Linked DNA regions of Mus musculus: regions 2, 3 and 4 are each linked to region 1. A link is a contact called in public Hi-C and targeted proximity ligation data. All regions are on one chromosome and are shown on one strand. The core of a region is the stretch at or near the end of the contact, and the rest is flanking DNA. Distances in the headings are between cores, read along the strand shown. Region 1 holds the start of Hells (helicase, lymphoid specific). Region 2 holds the start of Aldh18a1 (aldehyde dehydrogenase 18 family, member A1). Region 3 holds the start of Tctn3 (tectonic family member 3). Region 4 overlaps Pdlim1 (PDZ and LIM domain 1 (elfin)).

Region 1 (3,357 bases), core at 740-3,239:
ATGGATTATTTCCTAAACTAAGTGGGTTTCTATTTATGGTTAGATAGTTCAAAGTAAGTTGAACTGAATGTATTCTGTGAGAAGATCATACATCTACTAAGTCCACTTTCAGCATTACCTGTGATTCAGCTACCATATATGCAAACATAGAGTATAAAAGGTGCAAAGCCTTCAATAAACCTGCGATCTTGCCTGATTTGTCTTTAGATAGTGTCAGTCTCCTTCCCTTGCTGACTCTACACCTCTTTGGGACCTGAACCCTGCTGAAGCTGGACTCTGGCACATTTACTTTATGACCAACTGGCTCAGCTGGTAAAGCACAACTGCTCTTGCAGAGGTACCAGGTTTGTTTCCCAGCGGTCCTGCTATGTCAGACGGCTCACAACCTGCTTAGTCTAGCTCCAAACTCACCTGCAGCTACTCCAAACTCAAATGGACATCTCACACTCACACACACACTTCAGAAAAGGAGACCTACTGTGAGTTCCAGCCCAGCATGGGCTACAAAATTGAAGATTAAAAATCCCAAAGAGTGTTCATACTCTATTGACAGAATGAAATAAATGCAAGGAAAAAAAAAAACTAAGATGGAGTTAAGAACTTCCCATGATTATATCACCTTTTCTTGCATATGCAACAACTAAGCAGCAGGGTGGTGGCACTTCATAGTACTAATCAAGAACTAAACTTGCCAAATGTTAAAAGCTGCTTTCACTACGTTTTAAAAGATTCTGTTTTTTAAAGAAATGTACAAATACTGTAACTTACCATGAAAACATACACCTCAATTTTAGCTAAAGAACCTTACTTGTAGAAAACTAAAACAAATTGATTACTTAGGCAGCAAACAGTAATAAATTGCTAAGAAATCCTTAGGAGAAGGGAATGATATGCACACTCCAGTAATCCCAGCCAGCACTGGGAAGCTAGGCAGGGGGACCCTAGGATATGAAGGCCAGCATAATACTGTCTCAAAAACAAACCCAACAGAAAAATAGAGGGGAAGGGAATTATCAGTAGACCCGGCTTACAGCCCAACCGTTGATTAATGTCAACGTCTACCACCTCTGTCTACTAATACATACATTATGACTCGGGGCATTAAAGATTAATAATGTTGGCCATTAGGCATACAGTGAGAGAACATATTTTAAAAGCCAATAAAGATGGCAAAAGCAAGCAAACACTTACCAGTGACTCTTGACTGAATCTTAGTAGTCAAAAAAGCAATCTGAAACGTCCACTCAAAGATAAGTTGCAACCTACCCCGCCCAGACCACACTTCAGAAACCTATCTATCATTCAAAGCCCACGCCAAGATTTCCACTTTACAAGTACGGAGAAGCCAAGTGGCCAGGGCTGCTTGGAAGTTCAAGGAGAAGCAAGTGGGGGAGGCAGGCGGGGAGGCAGGCCGGGGGTGGGGGTGGGGAGCCGGGGAGAACCGCCGGCCGTGGACTTTACATTACCTCTTCTAACATCTTCCGCTCTTTCTCAAGTCCCGCAGCCTCGAGCTGTTCCTCCTCCTCCAGCATGGCTGGAGTAATCACCGCAGGCTCCGTTTGTTCGGCCATCTCTGGAGCCAAGGACCCTAAGGGAGCACGGCGGGGGCTTTCAGAACGGGATTCAAGTTACAACCCCCGAGTTCCAACTTCGGGAAGCCACGGCCTTCCCCCTCCCTGGCCGTCTGCATCGCCGGCCAAAGCCACGGACAGCGTCTGGGTGGCAAAGCCGGTCGGCCGGGACCCAGCTCGTGAGGAGACCTGTAAGGGAGACGTGGGGGAACGCTTCCGTGCCACCAAGCAGACCAGGTCGCCGCCGGCGGCTCCTCACGCCTTTTCCCCTCCTCAGCCCGGACCCCGGCGAGCTCCCTCCCCGGGGTGCAGCCTTCACGCCGCCGGCTCACCGCTGCTGCTCGCGGGCGGCTCCGCAGGCACGGCTGGACACCGGCCGGGGACCCAGTCGCCTCAAACGCCGCGAGCTAAATCCTCACACCCCGCCGGCTCGCTCGCCCCGCGGCGCAAGAAATTCGCGCGCTTCTCTTTCGCGGGAAAACCCGGTGGTCTCGCGAGACTTCGGGCTCCCCGCCCGCTGCAGACCTCGGCTCACGAGATTTGGACGCGCTTGGCTTTGCTTTCCGCCTCTCCCCAGGAGGGATGCGTTAAGCCTTTACCTGGACCCAGGCAAAGGGGGTGTAGCTAGCTCCAGCCTTGAATGTCGCCCGTGGTCACAGAGGCGCCGCAGACCGTAGTGGCCCCGATCGCCCCTTTCTTATTTAATGATGGTCCCGAGTTGTTCGGCGGGTGCAAGACCTCTTCACACACTGGATTGTTTGAACGCCCCCAATACCTGTCCTTTCGGTAGGTGAAGGTCGATGTTAGGGTGTCAAAAACGGCCAAGCTCGCTGGACCCTGACCAGTTGTAGTTCGCGGTTTTTCGTAAACTTCCTTTCCAAATAACTCTGAGGAGTGGTTTGTGAGTAAGAAGAAAGATGAGAAATTAAGATTATAGCTAGTTCAGGGGGGAAAAAGTATTTAGGATAAAATAGCGAGTGATAAACTGACTGAGAGGAACGGAGGAGAGAACAAGGTCTGTAGGTGTAGCGGAGTTGGTGTAATGCCTGCCCACAGGGAAAGGCTCCCTTGTCATCTCGCGCAGTGGAGGTCCAGGCACAGGATTAGGACTTTTGGAAGGTCAGTGATCCTTGGTTTACAGACACCCTGGAGCCCTGGAGTACATGAATCTTTAAAAAAAAAAAAAAATTTTTTTTTTTTCAGAAAACAAATAGACCGCTAATAAGAGTGGGTGCTGAAGGGTTTTTCTCGTGGCCGTTTTGCTTAGGTTTCAATTCCTTTTCTGCAATGCTTTACGCACGGAGAAGAAAAGTCCTGCAAATTGTCCGTTAATCTCTATGAGTACCAAGTCGCATTTGTAAGCCTACCCACACACCTCTAAATATGCACACTAAATAAAAATGTAAAGAAAAATTTAAGAGAAAAAGACATGGCTTTACCATAACCACCTTCGGGGGGATCCTCTATTTTAAAAAATAAGATTTTATTTGCGACAGGGTCTCACTATGCTGCGCTCCTCCCCCCCTGGTCTAGAACTTGCTATGTAGATTATGCCACCCTTGAACTCATAGAGCCCCACCTGCCTCTGCCTCCCACGTGCCAATGTATGCAACCATGCCTTGATGGTCGGCTTCCCTTCTAGGTCTTTAGGAAGAGCAGGTTGATTTGTCCAGAACAAGAGTTGGAGCACAGTGCAAATTCATTTGGTTCTCACAGAACAGACATCTGCTACATTGCTACATTAATTTCCTGACTCATCTTGGCTGCTGTGTAGACTAAATACTAG
Region 2 (3,456 bases), core at 185-2,684, 1.7 Mb before region 1:
TATTCTAGGAATATGCTTTCTTGCTGTCCAGAGGTTTGCTCCCTAGGAGGGAAGACAGACAAGCAATTACAATAAGGTGATCTGTGGGTGAACTGAAGAATCAGAATCGCCTTCTAACTTAGCTCCAGTCCCTTAGTCTAGTTACACCCCTGACACACACCCACACGCACCCCCCCCCCCCCACTTTTTTTAGAAGCCCGGGTACCAGATCTAATCAGCGCCTGCTGTTTTGTTTCTCTTTAATGCCCCACCTCCCCACCCTCAACGTGCTCAAAATTTAACGCGTCCTGGCGCCAACACCCTTCCCAAAGCACAGATTTTCTCAGCTTCTTCCTAGATCTCATATGCCGACGCACATTTCATTTCAAAGAACTCCTCTTCCTGGTACTCAACCCTTAGCAAAAAGTGCTGTGAGCGCGCCTTCCTTTTTGCTCCCACGCCCCCTGTCGGCGCCTTTCGTCTGCTTTATTTCTTACAGGGCGCTTTGCAATAGGCTAACCCACTTCCCAGTTTCTACACCTCTGTGCTGATTTCCGACACAAAAACCTGATCATATCATTCCAGGGCTTTAGAAGTTTGGATTCACTGACTTGGTGACCCATAAGATTCAAAATCTTTGTATGGTGAGCTCCCAGCCAGATGTTCTCTTCTGCAAACCTATCATCCATGAGCGTGGATCTCTCCTAAGCTGAAACCTCCTTTTAGCCCTTCCCCCCACTCCCCCCCGCTCCCCGCCCCCTGCCCTTCCCCCCATACTCCTGCATCATGGACTGAGAAGTAGTGGTAAGTTCCCTTTAGTGAATTAGAAAATGAATGAATAGGCTCAGTAGCATTGTCAGGACTACAAAAGCATAAAGAACCAATTTTCAGCCACAGTTGACCTTCTCTAGACAATGGCCTCCCTGCAACGAACGGTGCTATGGGACGAGAACGTTGCCAGCCCGGAAGGAGATGATCTGTGTCCGTTATGCATTCAACTTTGGGATAATCAGTGGTTATTAATAATCAGAGATTAAACACACCGTCTTAAAATGCAGTATTCTTACCACCACCTTTGCTGAAAACACTTGGGCTGTTATTTTCGGGTAACTAGGTGCCAACTTGTTTTACCATGGTGCCAATTTTTTTCAATAGCCAGTCTTTGTTTTTGTTTTTGTTTTGAGGGAGACGGTCTTTGTTGATTCAATCTATTTCTAATGTGAGTCTGACATATAGACGATCAACTGTCAAACACGCTTTATGAAATCCATCAGCAACTAGAAGCCAGTCTTCCTTACCTTTCTGGGAAGCTGTCTGGGGAGGTTCCTTTCTGGGTGCTCGAAGCCCCGCCCCTATACTCTGCGGGCGCGGAGCCTGGGGATGGGAGGGGGCCGCCACGTGGAGCGTGGGCGCGATTCTCAGAAGCGCCTGCGCCGTTGCCGTGGCGTAGCGTGGGTCAGACCCGTCTCCCAACGTCAGCGGCGCTACGGGGCTTCAGTCTAACGCGGCTGACGCAACTCCGGAGAGCTGGACGTAGACGGAAGAAAAGGCGGAGGAGAGGGCGGTCGCCGCGAAGAGTGGTCCAGGGCTGGGGTCGGCGGCCAGCAGGTAGGTGGCTGGGCAGCACCGGGCAAGGGGTACACTCACTGAAAGGGGGAGATGCGGGGTGCAGCCGCGGGTCCGGAGGGGCGTGGACACGGGAGCCGGCGGCGGCGCGGGGCAGCCAGGTGCTCTGAGATGCTCATGCACAGCTCCCGGTGCAGGGTTTAGGAGGCCCAGGGATCTCTGGCCATCTTTTGGGTATGCTACCAGCGGAGGCTGGAGGACCCTGCAGCCTCTTCCTACCAAGTCCACAACCGGCTTCCAGGGCTCCTGTGCTGCGAGTAGTCATACACCTGGTGTGAAACCATCCACGGACGCACTCCCAGGGCCTGAGTCTGCAATTCTCTGTGGCTCGCGACCTGACATATGGAACCTGTACATAGGAGATTCTCCCTGCAGCCAGGGTTATTCCCGGAGACCCCGTGTGTGATAATTATCTCCTGGCACAGAAAGGGTGCGCTCAGATTCTTCACCCCGCACGCCATACCCCAGCCTTATTCCCCCACCCTCCGAAGCAACAACATTTATCTTTGAGTTTCTGTCTTTCTATTAAGTAGTGAACCATGAACTCAGCATGTGTTTTTCTGGGTAGTTTGTTGAGACTGAAGTTCACTTCTCTAAGTGAGATAAGAGCTCTCCGTGTGTTTGTGTCTAGTCACTTGAAAGCTGTTCTGAGTTAAAATATAAGAACTTCTCTCTCGATCACAGAGTCTCCACGTATATACCCTTTGGGCTTTTGCATCACCTGTCTGGTTTTTGCTGTCACAACAAACTGACTGGTTGAACAGTCGTTTGCAATATAAGATCTTGCCTCCCTGGGCCAGAGACAAATGGTAGACCTCATACCTCCAAGGATCTCAGACGTTCAGAGCTTTCTGTGCTTAGACAAGAGAGGGGTAAACAGTCTAGAACTATGCATGTGACCCGATCAGAATCTTTTCTGAGACAGGGTCTTATGTAGCCCAGGCTGGCCTAGAACTGGCTGTGTGCTGAGAACGACCTCGGGCTTCTGATCCTTTTTGCCTCTACTTCCCCCGAATGCTGGGATTACAGGCGTTTGCCACTAAGCACGGCTGTCCATCAGTGGCTCTTTTGACCTTTTGGTGTCAGTGAAGGAAGTAAGTGGAAAGGTTAAGAAATGTCAGTGCCTTATAAAAGACAGAAGAGGGGGGTGGACAATAGCCTTATCTGTGCACCCAGGCGCTTTCCAGCCTTGCCTTGTGTCACTCCCACGGTGATCTCAGGCCATATAAACCGTTATTATCCCTCATTTACAGATGAGGAGATTGAGTTGGCAATCTCCATGGCAAGGACAGCCAACACTTAGATCTATCCAATCTAAAGTTGTGTGGATTCCCACCCTGTGTAGCATACCCCAAAGGGGAGCTTAGAGCCCGTCTGGGGAGAGCAACAGTAACACATGAGCCAGCTACCTGGAGGATTATGTCCAATGTGAAGATGAGAGTGTCTGGGGAGGTGGTACAAAGCGGGCACAACTGGAATTATGTCACTACTGACTTTTTATAGGTATTTTGCAGAATGTGTGTAAGTAATAGTTTTGCAGCCATTTTTGAAGGGATTTATGTAAGTGTTGAACATAAGACATGGGCCCACAAAATACTTCAGTGTTATGCAGAAACGGAAGCCAGCAAAGCGGTCGGTCACTCACCAGGTTCGGTTATCCGCCTGTTGCCGTATGTTCTGTTACAGAGCATCCTGCCCATTTCTCCTCTCTCCATGTCTGTGATTTTGTGCAGAATAATTGCAGAATGGTATAGTCCGTTCCTTGCTCTTTCTTTGCTATAGAGCTAAATGCTAATGTGTTTTTGAGGCCCACTGAAAAAGCAACTTGGGGACCAGTTCCCAGTAAGGTAC
Region 3 (3,040 bases), core at 49-2,548, 1.7 Mb before region 1:
AGATTAGTGCAAATACAGAATGTTTGTGCTATTAGGCATGCAGAAGGGCCACGCCACTCCTGAGAAGAGCAAGCACATACTAGAGAGTGTTTCAGAACTTAATGATAAAACCGTAAAAGAGCAATCAGCTAGCTTGCTTCTTGGTTCCTTGGCTATTTCCATCTCTGTATCTTTACTTTCTCCTCAGAAAATGTTTCTAAATTGTAACTTTCTCTAAGTCCTCATACTCTTCTCCATCCTGTTTTCTTGTCCTGAACCTCTTCCCTTACTACCCTTTCCAGCAACAAATATACAGATCACATTTATTGATATAATGCACTAACTAACACTTTTTAAAAAATAAAATAAAATTTAACTTGATAGAGTGTTTGGCAGGAGTGCATGAAGGTGGCCTATATGACTAAAATTCCAGACCCAGGAGGTTCAGAAATTCAGCCATCTTTGACCACATCTTGAGTTTGAGGGTCAGCCTGGGCTACATGAAACTGTGACTAGGCGACAGGGAGCGGGGAATAAAGAAACTCGTGGAGTTGAAATAAGCATTGTTTTATTATGCTTTTTAAAAAATACCATAGTAATTAAAGTGGAGACATTTTTAAATTTTATTTTAGATTTTATGCAGAGGAGTGTTTTGCCTGCTTGAGTCTTTGCACCTGCGGGTGTCAGATGGCGCCCACTGAGGCCAGAAGATGGCACAGGCAATGGATCTCCTGGAACTGGAGCAGCGGATGGTTGTGAGACACCTTGTGGGTTCTGGGAAGCGAACCCCAGTTCTTTGAAAAAAACAAAAACAAAAACAAATATTCTTAGAAGCTGAGCCATCTCTCATGCCATCATTGGGACTTTGTTCATTTGTCTTTGTTTTAGGGATCAGAGTCTCACTCAGTAGCCAGTTTGGCCTAAACTTTGTGATCAGGTACTCAGTTTCCCGGCACACGTAAGGGATGTGACTTTCTATGTTTTTCTCCTTGAGTTCATGGTGTTTCCAGAGAAAGGGCCTCTTACCTTGGTAAGATCTCAGTTTGTGCCTCTTGGTCTTCCTCTCAGTGATGACTTCATCCAATTCTTCCAGGTCCGTAAAGCGCGCCAACCCTCTGCCAGCTGCCATCTAGCGGCGGGATCAGGCAAAGACGCCTTCGCCCCCGAGGCTCCCAGCGGTTGCCAGGTAACGGGAACCACGCGCCGCTAAGGAGGAGAGCAGCATGAAGGACGCTCAGGGTCGTAACAACACGGCCTTCCATTGGCTGAAGAGCACCCGGCTCCCGCCTGAGCCAATGCGCAGACGGAAGCTGATGACGAAGTACGCGACTCTTCTTCCCAGGGCTCCTGGGACGTATCTGGAGACCCAGGCTCCTGTCGCACCGCTCTGCGGCCAGGCTGCCTTATGTGCACCCTGCAGCTGCACCTGCTGCTGCTGGTGGTCCTGATGCTTTCTGAGACCGCCCGACCGCAGCCCTCCTCCACAGCCCGGGCTTTCCCCACCTCCTGGGGCCTGGAGCCAGTGACGCCCGAAGTGCCAACCTCAGCTCCTCCGGATTCGTCTGAGAGTCCGACTCCCTGGACTCTATCGATGCCCGTGAACGCGACCACCGACCCCTTTCCAGGTGATGCGGCGGGATACGGGATGGAAATACTGACTTCTCAGATCTAAAATTGTGTAGACAAAATTGCCCTGCCACGTAGCTGGCACTGGGGCTGTCCGCGCGGGAAAACTTTGGGGGAGCTTCATCTCGCTTTTCTTCTTGTACTTACAGCTTTACCGATCTGTGTCTGTGACTTGACTCCGGGTACCTGCGATTTAAACTGCTGCTGTGACAAGGACTGCGATCTTCTCCATCCCAGAACAGTCTTTTCCTTCTGTCTTCCTGGTAGTGTAAGGTGAGCTGCGGTGCTCCTCCGGTGGAGGAGTAAGAGTGAGTTTCCTACCCGCTGTCTCCCGGTCGGATGTCCCCTTGGGCTTTCCTGGGAATGCTGAGCCATCCAGTAAAACAAAACCTGAGTGTTGCACCTCTGCCCAGAGACCCCTCTTATTGGCATCAGACATTGGTGGGGTAAGGCCCCCTTCCCTAGATGTACTCCATGTCTCTCTCTTAAGTATCTTCACCTTTCCTCACAGATCTTCAAGTTGGGTATGTGTGGACAACTCTCTTATGTTCAGGAGCAACTCCCCGTTCCCTTCCAGAGTTTTCACGGACTCCAGTGGAACGACACAGTTTTGTGTCCGTGTGAACAACTGTGAGTAGAAACGAGTTTGACAGCTCTTATCATTGAATGTTTATTGAGATGTGACTTTGTCTTTGGGATTCCCAGCTCTCTTATTTCTTTTAGATTCCCTGTCGCTCACCCCTCTTACCACTACCCTCTTACTTTTAGTTAATAAGAACATTAGTAATTTCATGAGACTCTACCACCTTTAAACTACTGCTCAGCACCTTTAGCCTGGCAATCTGCATTGATTTCTTTCTTTGTGTCCTTCTTTCTCTTTCTTTGTCCGAAAACTTTTCTCTCATGATTTTATTCTGCCCTTTTGTTTTGGACGAATTCATGTCCTTTGTCCTCAAGCTGTGCCTTAAATTTTTCCTAACTTTTATCTGCTTTCCCCCTTGACTCAAGTGGCCCTCTTTTCTCCATTCATTGCGAACATCTTAGCTCTTCTAAGAATCTTCTGTCATCTGCCCAAGTGAGCCCATCCTCAGAAGTTAGTTCTAAGACACTCGTTGTCCTAAGTCATTCCTTAAGAATTTGTAGAGTTCCTTGTATGATTGTCAGTTTATGTGAATATTATGATTTCCTCCAGATAAGCTGTCAGTGCCTTAAAAGGACAAACTGTGGGGCTAGAGAGATGGCTCAGCACTTAAGAGCACTCTCTGTTCTTCCAGAGGACCCAGGTTCAATTCCCAGCACCCACATGGCAGCTCACAACTGGCTGTAACTCCAGCTCCAGGGGATCTGTCATGCTCACACAGACATATTTAAGCAAAACACCAATACACATAAAATAAAAATAAATATATCATTTTTTAGAAAAGAGCAAACTGTA
Region 4 (3,332 bases), core at 824-3,323, 1.3 Mb before region 1:
CATAGGAAGTGCCCACAACCGAAGTGCCATGCCATTTACTGCCTCACCTGCTCCCAGCACCCGGGTCATCACAAACCAGTACAACAGCCCAACTGGCCTCTACTCATCCGAAAACATCTCTAACTTCAACAATGCTGTGGAGTCGAAGACCTCAGCCAGTGGGGAGGAGGCGAACAGCAGGCCGTAAGTAGAGCCCTGAGGTCTCCAGGTTCTGGGAAAGGGAGACTCTTTCCTTTAGTTTTTTCTAGCAAGGTGAACTACTAAGCCTGGGGGTGGGGGTGGGGGTGGGCATGGGAAACCTTTGACATTGAATTTCTTTACACATGAAAAGGGCTCTTTCCCTCCTCTTTGTAGAGGTTGTAGTAAAAATAAGGAAATGTGTTGCTGGTGCAGTGTCTCAAAGGTTGCAGTGCCTACTGTTGAGCTCACGAATCTATTCCTAGCACATTCATACATTGTATATGGGTTTGGTGGCTTGGCTGTCATTCCAGTAACTTCAGAGGTACAGACGGGATCTGGAACAAACAGGTTGGACAGAAGAGCTGCATGGGTGAGCTCTGGGTTCGGTGAATAATGTAAGGAGCAATGGAAGAAGACTTTGGATGTCACCCTTGGGCCTCCACATGTGTGTGAGCGCCTGTGCACCCACACTGTGACCTGTGGATATCCACACCCATGACAGCGAGAAAAGAAAATATATAAAATGCCTAGCACCATGTCGGACACAAACAGATCTTGTAATGGTGGTGAATCGTTCCTGTCCTGAGCACTGGTGGTCACCCTCAGCTTCTGGTCATGGTCGTTCACAGGACCGTCATCCCGTGTCCTGAGGGAGTCCTCATTGTAGAGTATTTGGGAGGACTGCTCCATGCTTCCCACTGGATCTTAGTAGCACACACAGTTGTGCAGTCTCGGTGAAGCAATGCTTGCTTCCTCACTAATGTAGACCGGAAATGACAGAGCTAAATCCATGAAGCTGCAAGTTCCTGCCTAGAGGGATGGGTTCTGACCTGTGACAGAAGCTGGCTTAACAACAGGAGAGATGGGACCGCAGGTGGAACCTGGCAGGCATGTCCTCTGTCACATACCTGTGGGCTGTATCTACCTTTACCTCTCTATCTGGTCTCCTGTTTCTTCCAGCAGAGGGCCCTAAATTTGCTCTGTCCCTAACTCTTTGGGGACACTTCAGTCACCCATGGCAAGGGAACTGGGCATGACAGTGTTAATGACGGTGTTATGACAGAGGGTGGGGAGTAGATTAGGACTCATGCCTGAGGATGGGCCTGCAGGGTAAGGAGCGCAGTTCAAACACAATTGAGCTACCCTTGTGGAGCCCTATGTTCATGTACAGCCCACAGGGATGGTGTAGACTTTTACTCGCTCAGATTTTGTGTTAACTCCAAAAGCCTGTTTTGCCATCCAGTTTCTTCCTTATTCATCTGTCCAAATTTTAGCTCATTTTAGGTGCAAGCTAAGTGTTTCAAATGCAAGTTGTGGGGATGGGGCTACAGTCCCAGGCTCCTTAACTATTTTGAGAGCTGTTACAGGAACCCCCATTGTGTTTGTGGTCTTCAGGGTCTGGGGAGAGGAAGGGATGGGAGAGAGATGGAGGGAGGGTAGCAGATGAAGACAGACAGATCAGACAGATATTGAGACTATTGGCCATCTCCTGCACACAAGTCTTTGCCCCTGGCACGAAGAGGACCGGATGGAACAGATCTGTATGTTCCTTAGAGTCTGGTGAGGTTTTGGTTTCAGAAGAGGCTGAAGCTCACTGGCTTTAATTGTAGTGGCCAGAACTATTATCTCTTACGCCAATTATGGTTCCCACGAGGTCTTACCTGCTTGGTAGGTTGACGCCCTTCTAGGTGGTTATGGGGATGCTGGGCATACAAGGGAAAGTGCCAGGCAGGGCATCCTCTAAGTATCACATCCTGAAGGGAAGCTTGCATGCAGCTCAGTGATCTGAACACTAAGGACCACCATTCTTGTGTTCCGCTGCTTATGGTGCTTGGAGAGGCTGGGAACGTGACCCTTCCTTTACTGTCCCCGAGTGGAATGTTCCATGATCTGGATTTAATAACCCAGGAAATGACACATCCTTAATTGAAAGAACTGCTATGCACTGAGAGAAGTATGTGCCTGGAAAGTATTTTTAGTGTGGCTGCCTTAGATATTTTTCCTTCCTTAACGTCTTCTTTCTTCTTCTTCGCTCATGCTCCCTGATTGCGCCCCGCCCCCTCCCATTGTCTGCTTTTGGCACGCAGGCATGGTTTCTTTGGCTGCAGCAGCCTGCAGGTCTTCATCAAGTCTCCTTGCAGATTCCCTCAGCAAAGGGGGCCCATTATCTGTTTCAACCCAAGCTCCTGGAGCAGGAATCTAAGAAGCCGTGGGAATCCCTGAAGCTGGAGGGAAAGTAGCTGCTGAGCCTGCCATGTTTCTTGCGTAGGGATCTCTGCCTGGTGGCTTGTTTCTAGTATATTCTCAGATGATCCTGCCAACCAGGGCAGGCACTCCGTAACCATCCCTGCTCAGCACAAGGCCAGGGGCTGGCTCACCCCCACTGTTTAGTCTGAATTCGCTGATGTTCCAGAACTGGCTCATGACATACTTTACCTCTGAGGTCACTGCCCATTCCCTGGGGCTAACCCTGTTTCTTTGTTTTTTTGTTTTGAGGGGTGGTGGGAGGGGTCCAAGCACTTCAGATCATTCTGCTGTGTACGTGTGTGTGTGTGTGTGTGTACGTGTGTGTGTGTGTGTGTGTGTGTGTGTGTGTGTGTGTGTCTTGTCTGTCTGTCCGTCTGTCTTGTAGATCTTGGTACAGAATGTCAGCAGCAGTGTCTGTCTGTCTATCTTGTCTGTCTGTCTGTCTTGTCTGTCTGTTTGTCTGTCTTGCCTGTCTGTCTGTCTTATCTGTCTTGTAGATCTTGGTACAGCAGCATCCCAGGCAGGTCAGAATGTCGTCAGCAGCGTTACCATCTGGAAAGGCAGGTGAGGGTCTGTCTCCTCAGCAGGCCTCCTTGCTGACAGTGGAGAGGGAGGCCCTCTGCTGCCCTTCCCTTCTAGGCGACTTCAGCTTAGTGATCCTGTTTTGAGTACCTACTGAGTACCAGTTCTGTGAAAGAAATATTGCTAGCACCTTCGCTCCCACCTCTTCAATTATGTGTAGGAGGGACCTGTTAAAATTTGGTAATGCCCAGGCTAGAGTTCATAATTTATTCGACGTCTACTACTTTCTTCAGGCTTGTAGATAGAGTCCTAGAAAATGACTCTGCCTCCTGCCAGCCGAGTGAGTTTAGACAGACCTTGTAAGTCCTCTGAGACCCTGTCTC

Evidence for each region. Hi-C and Micro-C count contacts between places; a contact is called where the count stands out from the background.
Region 2: a targeted proximity ligation map of embryonic stem cells shows a contact between it and region 1, with 6 times the contacts expected there. A contact is called at or near these places in 5 of 39 promoter capture datasets (the 3T3-L1 cell line, the C10 cell line, embryonic stem cells and 2 more), 2 of 484 Hi-C or Micro-C datasets (the MNK3 cell line and embryonic stem cells), 18 of 130 datasets of targeted methods (the 230-238 cell line, the NIH/3T3 cell line, T-cell acute lymphoblastic leukemia and 11 more) and 1 of 9 other capture datasets (embryonic stem cells).
Region 3: a Hi-C map of B cells shows a contact between it and region 1, with 6 read pairs. A contact is called at or near these places in 1 of 484 Hi-C or Micro-C datasets (B cells) and 3 of 130 datasets of targeted methods (astrocytes, embryonic stem cells and large pre-B cells).
Region 4: a contact with region 1 is called in a targeted proximity ligation map of epiblast stem cells, with 13 times the contacts expected there. A contact is called at or near these places in 1 of 39 promoter capture datasets (embryonic stem cells), 1 of 484 Hi-C or Micro-C datasets (bone marrow-derived macrophages), 8 of 130 datasets of targeted methods (differentiating embryonic stem cells, embryonic stem cells, epiblast stem cells and 3 more) and 3 of 9 other capture datasets (adipose tissue, liver and pancreatic islet).

What each region holds. Positions count from the first base shown.
Region 1 is chr19:38,929,622-38,932,978 of GRCm38.p6, reverse strand. Hells (helicase, lymphoid specific) reads right to left here and starts at 1,989. Exons shown (of 22, transcript NM_008234.3): 1 at 1,904-1,989; 2 at 1,467-1,588. The coding sequence starts at 1,571.
Region 2 is chr19:40,586,441-40,589,896 of GRCm38.p6, reverse strand. It overlaps Aldh18a1 (aldehyde dehydrogenase 18 family, member A1), which reads left to right and starts at 1,434. Exons shown (of 19, transcript NM_019698.2): 1 at 1,434-1,587. Gm27042 (a long non-coding RNA gene) reads right to left here and starts at 1,365. Exons shown (of 4, transcript XR_386705.4): 1 at 1,278-1,365; 2 at 1-42.
Region 3 is chr19:40,610,489-40,613,528 of GRCm38.p6, reverse strand. Tctn3 (tectonic family member 3) reads left to right here and starts at 1,298. Exons shown (of 14, transcript NM_026260.3): 1 at 1,298-1,604; 2 at 1,755-1,878; 3 at 2,117-2,235. The coding sequence starts at 1,385. It also overlaps a transcript of Entpd1 not described here.
Region 4 is chr19:40,240,257-40,243,588 of GRCm38.p6, reverse strand. Pdlim1 (PDZ and LIM domain 1 (elfin)) reads left to right here. Exons shown (of 7, transcript NM_016861.4): 4 at 1-183. Among named protein-coding and RNA genes, the nearest start is that of Gm41845, 30 kb to the left of the region's middle.